2 separate regions of the Mus musculus genome follow, and region 1 is linked to region 2. A link is a contact called in public promoter capture Hi-C data. All regions are on one chromosome and are shown on one strand. Each heading gives the region's core, a stretch centred on a gene start, on an enhancer-like site or on the middle of the called end of the contact. The rest is flanking DNA. Distances are from core to core; before and after follow the strand shown. Region 1 holds the start of Chrna4 (cholinergic receptor, nicotinic, alpha polypeptide 4). Region 2 overlaps Gm14344 (a long non-coding RNA gene).

What was found. Promoter capture Hi-C pulls out the DNA fragments that hold promoters and counts their contacts.
Region 1: a contact with region 2 is called in a promoter capture Hi-C map of stem cell-derived epiblast-like cells, with 2.1 times the contacts expected there. The contact joins the promoter of Chrna4 here to the enhancer-like site in region 2. A contact is called at or near these places in 6 of 39 promoter capture datasets (the 3T3-L1 cell line, 3T3-L1-derived adipocytes, the HPC-7 cell line and 3 more) and 1 of 9 other capture datasets (liver).

What each region holds. Positions count from the first base shown.
Region 1 is chr2:181,037,603-181,043,006 of GRCm38.p6, forward strand. It overlaps Chrna4 (cholinergic receptor, nicotinic, alpha polypeptide 4), which reads right to left and starts at 1,575. Exons shown (of 6, transcript NM_015730.5): 1 at 1,390-1,575. The coding sequence starts at 1,471.
Region 2 is chr2:180,851,909-180,857,262 of GRCm38.p6, forward strand. Gm14344 (a long non-coding RNA gene) reads left to right here. Exons shown (of 2, transcript XR_375444.3): 2 at 2,764-3,353. Among named protein-coding and RNA genes, the nearest start is that of Gm14342, 9.3 kb to the left of the region's middle. Within about 2 kb of position 3,568, at least 49 of the 459 cell types and tissues checked have an H3K27ac peak or open chromatin away from gene starts, as enhancers often do. A contact at or near this core is called in stem cell-derived epiblast-like cells, where this site is marked.

The sequences.
Region 1 (5,404 bases), core at 325-2,824, 180 kb after region 2:
GACCACAGAAGCTGCTGCTCTAGCCCCACACCAGACCCCATGCCATCACAGCCCTTCCTTCTGATTTCTCTTCCACCTCAGGCCCCTGGGCATGCTGCCTTGTCGTCGTCGTCCCCCCCCCCCCCCCGCACCTCCACTCCTCCCCTCAAGGAAGCCTTTCCAGGGCCCCAAGAATGAATGGATCAGGCCCTCCTGCACTCCACCAGGAAAACAAGACAACTGACATAGTGAACACTGAATTAATGGGGTAGAGCTCCCCTGCAGACAATCACTTTGGATGGAAGTGCCCTATCTCCAGTGACCGGCAGAGACAAAGGATGTAAAGGGACAGCAGGGGTTGGGGGGTGGGGCTGGGTGGCAGAAGGTGTATGGGGCAGCTAGGATGGGTGGTGGTGGTGAATGAAAGAGGACTGTGCACCACATCTCATGGCTGCAGGAGCTTGAGCCTCTGTCCACAGGAGTGGTCCTGCTGCCTGGGCTTCTAGGGTACAGCCTGACAATGAACGCAGAGCCTCGGGGCTGCCAGGACCTTGTGTTCATAGACGGATATAAGATTCCATGGATAAGCGCCACACTGCTTCATGAAGAGGGTGCCCCCTCATTCCACCAGCCAGCAGCCCATCTGTGTCCTCTCCATTGGCCCCCTACGTGGCTAGGGGGCCTCCCTACCTCCATTTGCTGGGTTGCTGCATCAAAAGAGGGGGTTGGGAAGAAAGAGGGGAGCCTCTGCTGTCTACTGGCTCTTGCTCACCTGAGAGACATGGGAACTCCTTAGGAGAGGACTCCTAGAGTCCCCCCCCCCCCAGCCTCCCCACCTCAACCTCATTCTTCCTGGTGTCTTGAACCGACCAGTAAGGCATAACCCCTCTGCTCAGTGGGAAGGCCAGGATTAAATAACTGCAGGAAGCCCCATCACGGGTTAGAGTGAAAGGTGTCCGCTCAGAGGAAGAGAGGTGGAGGAAGCCTGGGGGAGCAGAAAGGGTAGGGTGGAACTCCGGGGGGTGGTAGGGGTAGATCCCTGAAAACAGGGACAGACATGGGGGCGGTCTGAAGGCGAGATTTGGCTGGATGGAACCTCCCTCCTAGGTGGACTCCACCTCTATCCTACTTGGAGGTTCTGATTCCAGCTCCGAAATGCAGTCAGACCACCCCCCCCCCCGCCTTTACTCAAACCCCCTCTCCCAGCACTTGGAGGCTGATTCCTTCCTCTCTGGCTCAGCTAGCACTGCAGGACATCGAAGCTGTAGTGGGTGGAGGAGTCTCTGTGGCTATCCCGTTGCTCGCACCCGCGGCTTGGAACCGCAGCCCCGGGCCTCCTCTCCCCTAGCCCCGGAGTCCTAGGTGCCAGGACCCGGGAGAAAAAGGCCCGTTTCGCGTTTCGAAACTTACCAGGCAAGAGGCCGGTCCCTAAGAGCAGCAGGAGCGGCAGGAGCAGCAGCGGCGGCGGCGCCCCGGAGCCCCCGATCTCCATGGCTCACAGAACGGGCTCTAGACGAGGGCGGCTCCCGGCAGTACCGCGCCTCCGCTCCGAGACCCGCGCGCACCCAACTTCATGCCCCGTGTCGCGGCCGCTCGTCCCCAAACCGGGCTCCGCAGCTCGTCCCGCGGGGTGCGGCGGCGGGGCGGGAGCTCGAGGTTGTGGGCTCCGCGGCGCGGCCCCGCCCGGACCTGCAGCCTCCAGCCGCCGGCGAGAGGGGAGGAGGGGGAGGGACTGAAGGGAGGAGGGAGAGAGCGGGAGGAGGGGGCGGACCGGGCCCCGAGGGTATGTGGAGGCCGTGCTCTGCCCCTTGTGGGGGTAAAGTTTCCTTGTCCTCCTGAGGCTCCCGACATGCCGGGAGGGGCTGGGGACTCCGTGGTCATTCCAGTCATCTCGGCGCCTTTTGGAAATGAGCCCCTAACCCTGGTCTCCAGCCCTAACCCTGCCGGCAGCGTGAAGACTGCGGGTGCGCATTCAGGGACTGTGCGCGCGAGGAGGGCGCCCTGTTGGGCACTGGCTAACTCCATCACTTCACCCCTCCTTGGCGTGACTGTTTGCATTTTAGAAATAACAAGTCTCCTTCCTTAGCCCAACCCTGAGAGGAAAGAACCCACTCCCCATCAGCCTTCCGCCCTCCTCCTGCACCGCAAGTCCAAGAATCATCCTGTGACGCCCAGGCCCCGTGTCACCTTTTTAGTGAGAAGAACCTGGTATCCAGACCTTCGCAGGGCCAGCTAGGGACCAAGGTCCATCTTTGTCCTTTTTAAGCGTGCAGATTCTCTGCCCCTGCCTTCTCGGTAAACTGTCAGCATGAAAGCAGTTCCCTACCCCAGCTCTGTGGGCAGCGAGCTACTGGCCAGAGAGGAGAGGTGCTTGGAGACAAGCTGTAGGGTGCTAGGGATGGTCCTGAGGGATGCCACTAAGGAGAAGGTGCTCGAGTACTTTGGTTCCTAGAGTGCTTTGGTGGCACGCGGGGGGGCGGGGGGGAGGCTGGGGGGGAGGTGCGAGAGGGAGGGGGCATCTAAGCAGCAGGTGATGGAAGGAGAGACAACGGGTTCCCAAGAAGAAAGAAACCCTGTCCAACACCAAAAGCCAGATCCCAACCATGCCTTGTCCCAGAGACTCTGCCGTTGACTCCAAGCCCCAAGATGGAGACAATCCTGAAGTTGAAGGCAAGAAAGTGCTGTCCCTGTCCCTATAGCACATACCTCTCTGTTCCCAGACATGGTGGCTCTGAGGTTGACTGTCCCTTTGACCTTCCGTACCGACCCCCCAACCCCAACAGTACAGGGCTCCCATGCCTACCCTCCTCTTTCCCATCTCCCTACCTTGCTCCACCCCCCTCCTCTGTATGCCCCTCCAACAGTAGTGTACCTAGCTCTCTTGCCTGCTGGCCTACAGTGAATACATATGTCACATACCTGCTCTGGAACCTTCAGACTCCTCCAGGTCACAGGAGCCATCTGCCTACGCTCTGTAAGCAAAGCCTACAATAGGACTTCTCAAATACTCTCCTCCAGGGCAGATCACCTTCGCAGTGGCCATTGTTCTCCTCCTGTGCCCTCCTAGATGCTGGCCCAAACACTGAGGGTGTGTTGGTATGCCAGACTCCCACAGTACCCTCAAAGGCTAATTCTTTTACCTATGCCTTCCCAGGTGGGTGCAAGAAGATTTAAGCAACTTGCTCATGATCACACATTCAGTAGTGGGATCCTAAAACAGGCTATCGAGCTTTAGAGTAGGCACCCTGACCTCATGCGAAGAATGTTCTTTGGGTAGCCGTTCCCTTTCTGCCTGGAGACTTTCCAGGAGCCAAGGGAAAGCTTGGCTTTCTCAGTAGACCTCTGCTCTTTCCACGCTCACCACTAGGGCTAGTCCCCCCGATTAGCTTGTCCTCATCCACCTCTGTCCCCCAAAGAGTCAGACCATGGCTCCACGCTTCATGTATGTGTTAGTCCATTCCTGCACTAGCCAGGTATTCCTAAGCACACTTGTAGGCTTGGATGAACAAATCAGCCTGTGGCTGAGCACTGCCTGTGGGGCAGAAAGCAAGCCTGTGTAAGGCTTAGCATGGTGGACCCCGAGGGATCTGGGGAGAGCAGTGAGGCCAACAGGTCCCACATGGGAAAACTGCAGCTGGACCTGGGTCTACAGCCATCTTGATGTGACACCTCTGCTTCATATTAGCACAGAGCAAGGACAGTGTACACAGTCAGCTCTATCTTCTATTAATACCAGAAGCCAAGGATAGATGCAGAGTGGTGTGTGCCTATAATTCCAGTACTCAGAGACAGAAGGACTGCCACAGGTTCAAAGTAAGGCTGGGTTACATAGTGAGTTTGAGGTCAGCCTGGACTACACAGTGTTAGATCCTCTTAAATATATAGAAGTGGCCAACCATGATCCAGGTCCCTTGGCGTTTCTTCCAGCTTCCCTGGAACTCTGGTTAGGTGCTGTCATTCAGATATGGCTGTGGAGAAAGGTACTCAGACTAAGGCTTCTCACCACCTGAGTGATATCTATTTCTTAGTTCGGGGATGAGGGTCCTGACTCCTGCCCCATGCAAATCAAAACCTCCTTCTGGGTAAAGCCGCTTTGCTTTCTCCATCCTGAGTCTTTCCCACAGTTTCAGAGGGAGTCAGAGATTGGGAAAGGGGTGGTGAGCTGGGTGAGCCCGCGGAGGCTTCCAAAAGTATAGATGCTGGGGAGTCCACTTGTACCTGGGGATGTTAGTGTACAGGGTTTGGCCCCCGCTATCTGAGTCTGTTGGTGTAACTGCAGATCTGTGATTTCCTTCAGCCCTTTCCAGACAACTCAGATGTAGGAATCTTCAGACCAAATCTGAATCAGACCCTGGCTTCTGACTGAGTCAGGAGGAACTCAGAGTTTCTTGGGGGCAGCTCAGCTCTGTTGCCTGTTTATCTTCACAGCTTCTAGAGACAGGCTTTGTGCCCAGCCTTCCAGGTTGAGCAGTCTGGGACAGTGGCTCGCACCAGCGGGCAGTCTCTCTCGGGCAGTCTCTCGTTGAGCAAAAGGCCAGGTGGGGGGTCGGCTCCACCCTCAGGGCATTGCTGACACAGCCCTGTGCACCACGTGCACTGGCTCACACACATCTGCCTGGCTGGTTGACTTTCCCTGCGGATTTGCTAATGCAGCAGATTAATCAGTCTCACTCATTAATTTGTAGGCCCCCTCCTGCCCCACCTGCTGACTAGAAACCACTGCTGGGGACCCTGGGAATCCTGGAGCCAAGTGAAGCTCTTACTGAGGGCACTAGGCAAGAAAAGCCCAATTTACAAGTCTATAGACTACCCCAGAAGAAGGTTAGGGTGACCCTGAGGCCAGAGTCTCCTGAGGGTGGGGGTAGAACAAACCCTGAACATGCCTCCCTCCCTGGCTCTGTCACTTCTCTTCCAGGATCCTGCTGCCCAACTGGACAGGTAGTTCAAAAGATACAGGCCTGTGAGGGAACTTCCCTCCCTCTCTCTGCCCTCTCTACCCTACACCCTGTCCCAAGGACATTTCCATGGTAACCATCTGCTGGTATAAACAGGGATTCATATAAAGGCTCTGTCCAATACACCAGGCCTCCATCCCACAAGGATGTGAGTCCAGTGGGGAGGCTCTGGGCCTCACACACACAGAAAGGGATGTTAGTGTGACTGGGTGTGTGTGTTGAATGCAGATGGAGGAAAAGATGTATAGCAGAAGGAAATAAGACAGGCAGGGACAGATGGAGGGAGGGAGAGCAGAAGAATAAAGGAAGGGAGGAAAGGAATATCTGCCTTCAGGGCCCTGCCCTGTCACTCTAAATCCCACCCCTGGACCAAGCTTAACCAGGGAGAGGGTTCATGGCTAGGGCTCATGGGCAGGTGTCTACAGTGAGCACAGGGAGAGGGGACCCAAGGCCAGGTCTTGCCAAGCAGA
Region 2 (5,354 bases), core at 2,318-4,817:
GCTAATACATTTTGGGGTCTTGATACAACTTCAGAACGGTTTCCGTGTCGTTATTCGTACAAGACCCTCGTCTCTCTCTACCCCCCATTTGGTTATTAGGAGGAGGTCCCCTCGAGATCCTCGAATAACTGGACCTGCTGGACGGGTCAGGCAAGCATGTCTGTCTGAGGTGGAGCCTTTGGGAATGGAGAGGAGAAAGATTAAGCTGAGGAAAAGAGATCAAGGGTCCCAAGACCTCTAGGGTCAAGAAAAAACGGATCCCACATGGAAGCAGCCAGCTCAGATCAGTCATCAAGAGGAAAGTCAGAGCGGGGAGGTCCTGCTGGCCAGGGCTGAAGCATTCCTAAATGAGCTGGCTTTGCCCCAAGTGTCTGTCATCTCCAAACTCTTTCTCACACACTTGTGCATGCCCCAGATTAATAGGTGCCATTCACATTTATGTGCATTTTGAACACATGTGCACCAAAATGTACCATAAATAGAGCAGAAAACTGCCTTTCAGTTTAAGATCTCCAATTACTTCGCCCAGTCCAAACAAGGGAACAGGAGTCTTCATGCCTGTGCAGCCAAAAGGATCACTGAATTTAAAAAAAAGTAGTCATACTATTTGGAGGTTCTGTAACCTCCTCAAAAGTCACCAGCAACAGGATAAAGTATGCAAACACATGAGCCTATGGGGACAGATTTTATTCAACCTCCACACACATGAACAAACCTATTAACCCCAGATAACACACCAGTGAGAACCCAGGAAGCAATTTCACCCAGCTTAGTGAGTTAGTGCATTTAATTAGAATTACTTACAGTAGCCTGGGCCACTTATGGTAGGAGAGGGGACTTGTGATCCACATCAATAGGCCTGTGAGCTCTCCCCCACATGCAAAATGGAGTGTTAGCAGGCCTAATTTTGTGAGGGTGTCAGGTTCTGAGGACAGAGTTCTTCCACCCTGAGGTAGCATCATGCTGTCTCCTCCTGAGGAGATGTGGCCTCGGCTTTGCTTACTTTCCTATGGTGTCGCCTTCCTGACTTCCAGTCTTTCTGTTCTGGATCCCACCTCTGTGAGCTTCTTTCTTTCTTCCTCTTTCTCCTTCTTCCAAACAATGTCTTGCTCTATTGTCCGGTCTTCAAACCCCTGAACTTAAATAACCCTTGTGCCTCAGCTTTTCTAGTAGCTGGAAACACTTGTATATACCTCCATGCCCACCCTCTCCTGAGGTTTTTGAAATCCAATTGTTTGCTTCTCGAGACATCTTTGGCCATGACTCTTCCAGTCTCTTCACTATGGCTGCCACTCTGTCCCTCTTTCTCAACATGAGGAGAAGACCTTCCACATCATCTTTGGGTGCTTTGGATTCACGGTCATATTTGACTGAATCAAATCCCTAAAGATGATTGGGTGGGGGTTGAATAGTTCAGTTTAATTTGTTCCCACATGGGACCAACACCGTGGAGGCTATCCTTTCCTCTGAGACTATAGCATGGGGGCTTTGGGTCCTCCTCCGTGTTCTCAGGCATACTCCTGATCGCCTGAATGTCCCTCTCCATTTCTACCTGTCTAATCCATCCTCAGGAGTCCTTAGATTCTCAATCACTATGCCTTCATAGCATCTCTGTCCACCCACTGGTGTGAATATTCATCTGGTCCTCCAGGATGTCCAGCTACTCTCCACAGTCTAACAGTCACTTAAAAAATAGGTTTTCAAAGTATCTGTCGCCTGTATATATCTTACTTCCCTGCATTAGTCAGGATTAATAAATATGTATATGAAATGAATGTGTATACATGTATACATAATGTTCTAGTAAATAGATATAAAGGCAATCGATTAGAATGATTTACAGGCTGCAGTCCAACTAATCCAACAATCGCTAGCTGTGAAGAGAGAGTTCAAAAATCTAGTAGTTGTTGATCTTCTGTACGCACTGGAATCCAGAGAAAGTAGGCTCCAATTTGAGGGAAAGAGCGGGCGTGTCAGCAAGGCAAGGGCAAGCAGGCAAAAAGCAGAAGCTGTCTTTTCCTTGTCCTTTTGTAGGCTTCCAGCTGAAGGTGTGGCTCAGATTAAAGGTGCGTCTTCCGGACTCAAGATCTGGATCAGATATGTCTTCTTATCTCAAAGGTCTGGACTAGAACTGGATTCACCCACTTAAGACCAGACAGAATATTTCTCTCAGGTGTGCCCTGGATTGTAGACTCAAGAATAGCCATCATAAACCTGTTCCCCAATTATATCATTACTCATTGGGCTTTTGCTATTGATTTCCATCTACAATTAAGTCTGACCACAGTATAATCTCTCGCCTTTATACCCAGATTTTTTTGCTGCCTTTTTTTTTTTGCGGGGGGTGGGTGCTGCTGGTATTTTCCACTGATGTACTGTTTGTTGTATTAGCTCTACGCTGTATATCTGAGTGACATTGTAAATGGTATTCCCGATCCTGTTCTTTCCTTCATTGCTTTCTGTATATTCTCTCAGATATTTAAAAAAAAAAAAAAAAAAAAGCCTAAGATTTCTGCACTAGTGCTGCAGGTTATTTTGGGTCTCTGTAAGTTTCTACCCAGCTGCCTGATTCTCCATCTTCTCTTCTCTTGTTCTTCCTGCTGACTGGTGCCTCTTCTCCTCTTCTCACTGGCTTGTGGTAGGAGCTAATCCATACCCTATTCTGTACCACACAGCATGTGGCCCTCTTCCTCTTGCAAGGCTTTGGTCTTATGCGAAAGTTTCTTTTCATTCTTTCTTTCTTTTTCTTTTTTTCCTTTTCAGATTGTTTCTGCACCCACAAAGAAAAGATCTCTTATTACGATCATCCTGGAGTCTCCTCAAAGTCTCCACAAAAGACTGCCGCATGCCTGCCTATGCGGCTGCTGTATGTCTCCATCCAGCCCCGTCTCCACCCCACCTGCTGAGTGGATTCCCGGGGTGCCGGGAGCAGCTGTGCAGCACGAATCCCCACCTGACACCCTGTCTCAAGAGGAGGAGCCAAAGGCTGCTGATGTCCTGTCTTTCAGCCCACCTCCTCCCTCAATAACCCCCTGCCACCAAGCATGTGGTCAGTGGGCTACTTTGCCTACCCCCAGCCTTTCTTTCTTTCTTTCTTTCTTTCTCCTCCAAAAGATCCTGCTCCCCCTCCTTCTTCGAAGCCTCCTCCTTTGCCTGCCTCACAATAGGTCTCCCCATTGTCTCACGGGGGCGTCATTACTGTCCCGCCGCGTGACATCATAATAGGCTCCTGTCCCAGAAAACAAAGCCCTTTGGAGACACCGAGGAGACACGCCATGTTTATGTCGTCACTGACTAGACAGAAGTGGAAATAGAGGGGGGCAGAGTAAACATCTGTAGATTGGGAAGAACAATACCCTTTGTCCCCTTTTATTTCTGAAGCTGCTGAAATTATGCCTTGCACAGCATAGAAATGGAGTGTATGTGTTCGTGTGTGTGTGTGTGTGTGTGTGTGTGTGTGTGTGTGTGTGTGTGCTCATGCGCGCGCAAGCTCACACTCATGTGCATGCAGGTGGATTAATGAGAAACCATTGAAATGCAAATTGAGGACCCCTCCTCCCATACAAGCTAGTTATCACCCTCATCCTCCCTCCCAGGATACTCAGGGTGAACAGAGGCCAGCCAGCAGGAGCTCCTGCCTATATAGCAAGAGAGGCTAGCTGCAGGTCACAGCAGCTCAGATATAACAGAACCTGTACCTTAGGTAGGGGTTGCAGGCTGTAGTTTCAAGGTTCCTCTGTATCTTCATTCCTCCATCTTTATTTTGTATTTTGGAAAAACAAACCCAGAGGTTGTTGTTTTACAAAACATGCAAAGCAAGTATCATGCAACAGTATTGAAAGATGTTAGCCATGAACAGGAGTTCACATCTGGGACAAGGTATGCCCAGAGCTACACAAGGAACAGAAGACCACCATGACAGTCCTAAGCACCATAGCTCCCAGATGTGTGCTTATTTTGGGATGACTAAAGCCTTGCATGACATTCTTAGACTCAAATCTCAGGGTTAGTGGTCAAGGCCACAGCTGTCTGGATGTACTTGGAGAGCACTTTCCCTCCTGGGGCTCAATACCATTCTTTACAAAGATGCTTACTGGCATCAAGAAAGCAATTTGTTTAGCACTACAGGAGGAGGGTCTGGTTAGAGATCCAAGCAGAAAGGGAAACTAAGCCTGGCCTGTGGCTGGTCCCATGTAGACCACATGGGGCAGGAATGGCTGGCCTTGGGAAGCCCCCTCCAATCCCTAGAGAAGCACTCCAGTGGATCAATGCTGATGCTGTGCAGCATCTCCACCCACAAGCTTCACAGACTCATCTGGGCTGCAATGTGAATAGCAACCAGAGTTTAAAGATGTACCTGGTAGTTAAGCCTAATTTATATCAAGCAATGCTTCGTTCGGTTCTGCCCTCTGTTGAAGAGTAGTATATGACCCTGCCACGTGACAATGGGTGACAAATGCCTTCTCCTTCCAGTGCACATCAGTGGGGCTCTCAGGCATAAAAAGGCTTTGTCTGCTTGTCCTTCAAGGAGCCTGGAGCCCCACTTGTGCATTAACCACGTGTCCCACGCATTCTCGCTTCCTGAGAATGCGTGGGACACTTTGATCCTTGTCAACACTGCCCCTTCCAAGCTGTGTCTTCTATGCCCTAAAGAGAGGCAAAGAGGAGGATAAAGGGTCTGCTGGGGTTTGTGTGAACACTCATGCACAGTGGCCTCTGCATGCTTATACACTTACACACCCATGCTTACATGTGCATTTACATGTACTCATGCTCACACGTGCACTCAGGCACCTTCACATCTTCATATGTGTGGACTCAGACACCCGCACGTAAGCTCACATGTATGCATTTAGACACCTTCACATAACTCCATAGAAACCTACTGATTTCTACTCCAAGGACACTGATGAGGGACACATCGCCAGAACCGTGCATGCTCAGGAGTGAGAGCCTAACTGGGGTGAGAATTGACCTTAGCACACACCAGTAGGCAGGATCTCTGTGGCCAGTACAACCATGCTGGCTACTAACACACAAGCCTTCCAGCCTTTTCTGAGCCCAACTGGTCTTAACTATGGATAAGCCACCACCCAGACAGCTTAGGGCTGCTTGTGCTACAACATATAGGGTCTGTATCCTCATTTAAATATTTTTCTAAGTGCACTCAAATAAAGGTACCACCAAAACACTGAGCAAAGTGTGGGCTCTGGGCCCTCTCCATGAATCCAGACTTGGGGGGGCAGGGAGGGAGCTGCAGATTACACTGGCTGGAGTATTGGCAGCCTTACACTAGGTTGGTCCTTTGGCTCCTTCCTCCATAGTTCGAGCCTCTGCGTGTGTTGGCAAGTGTA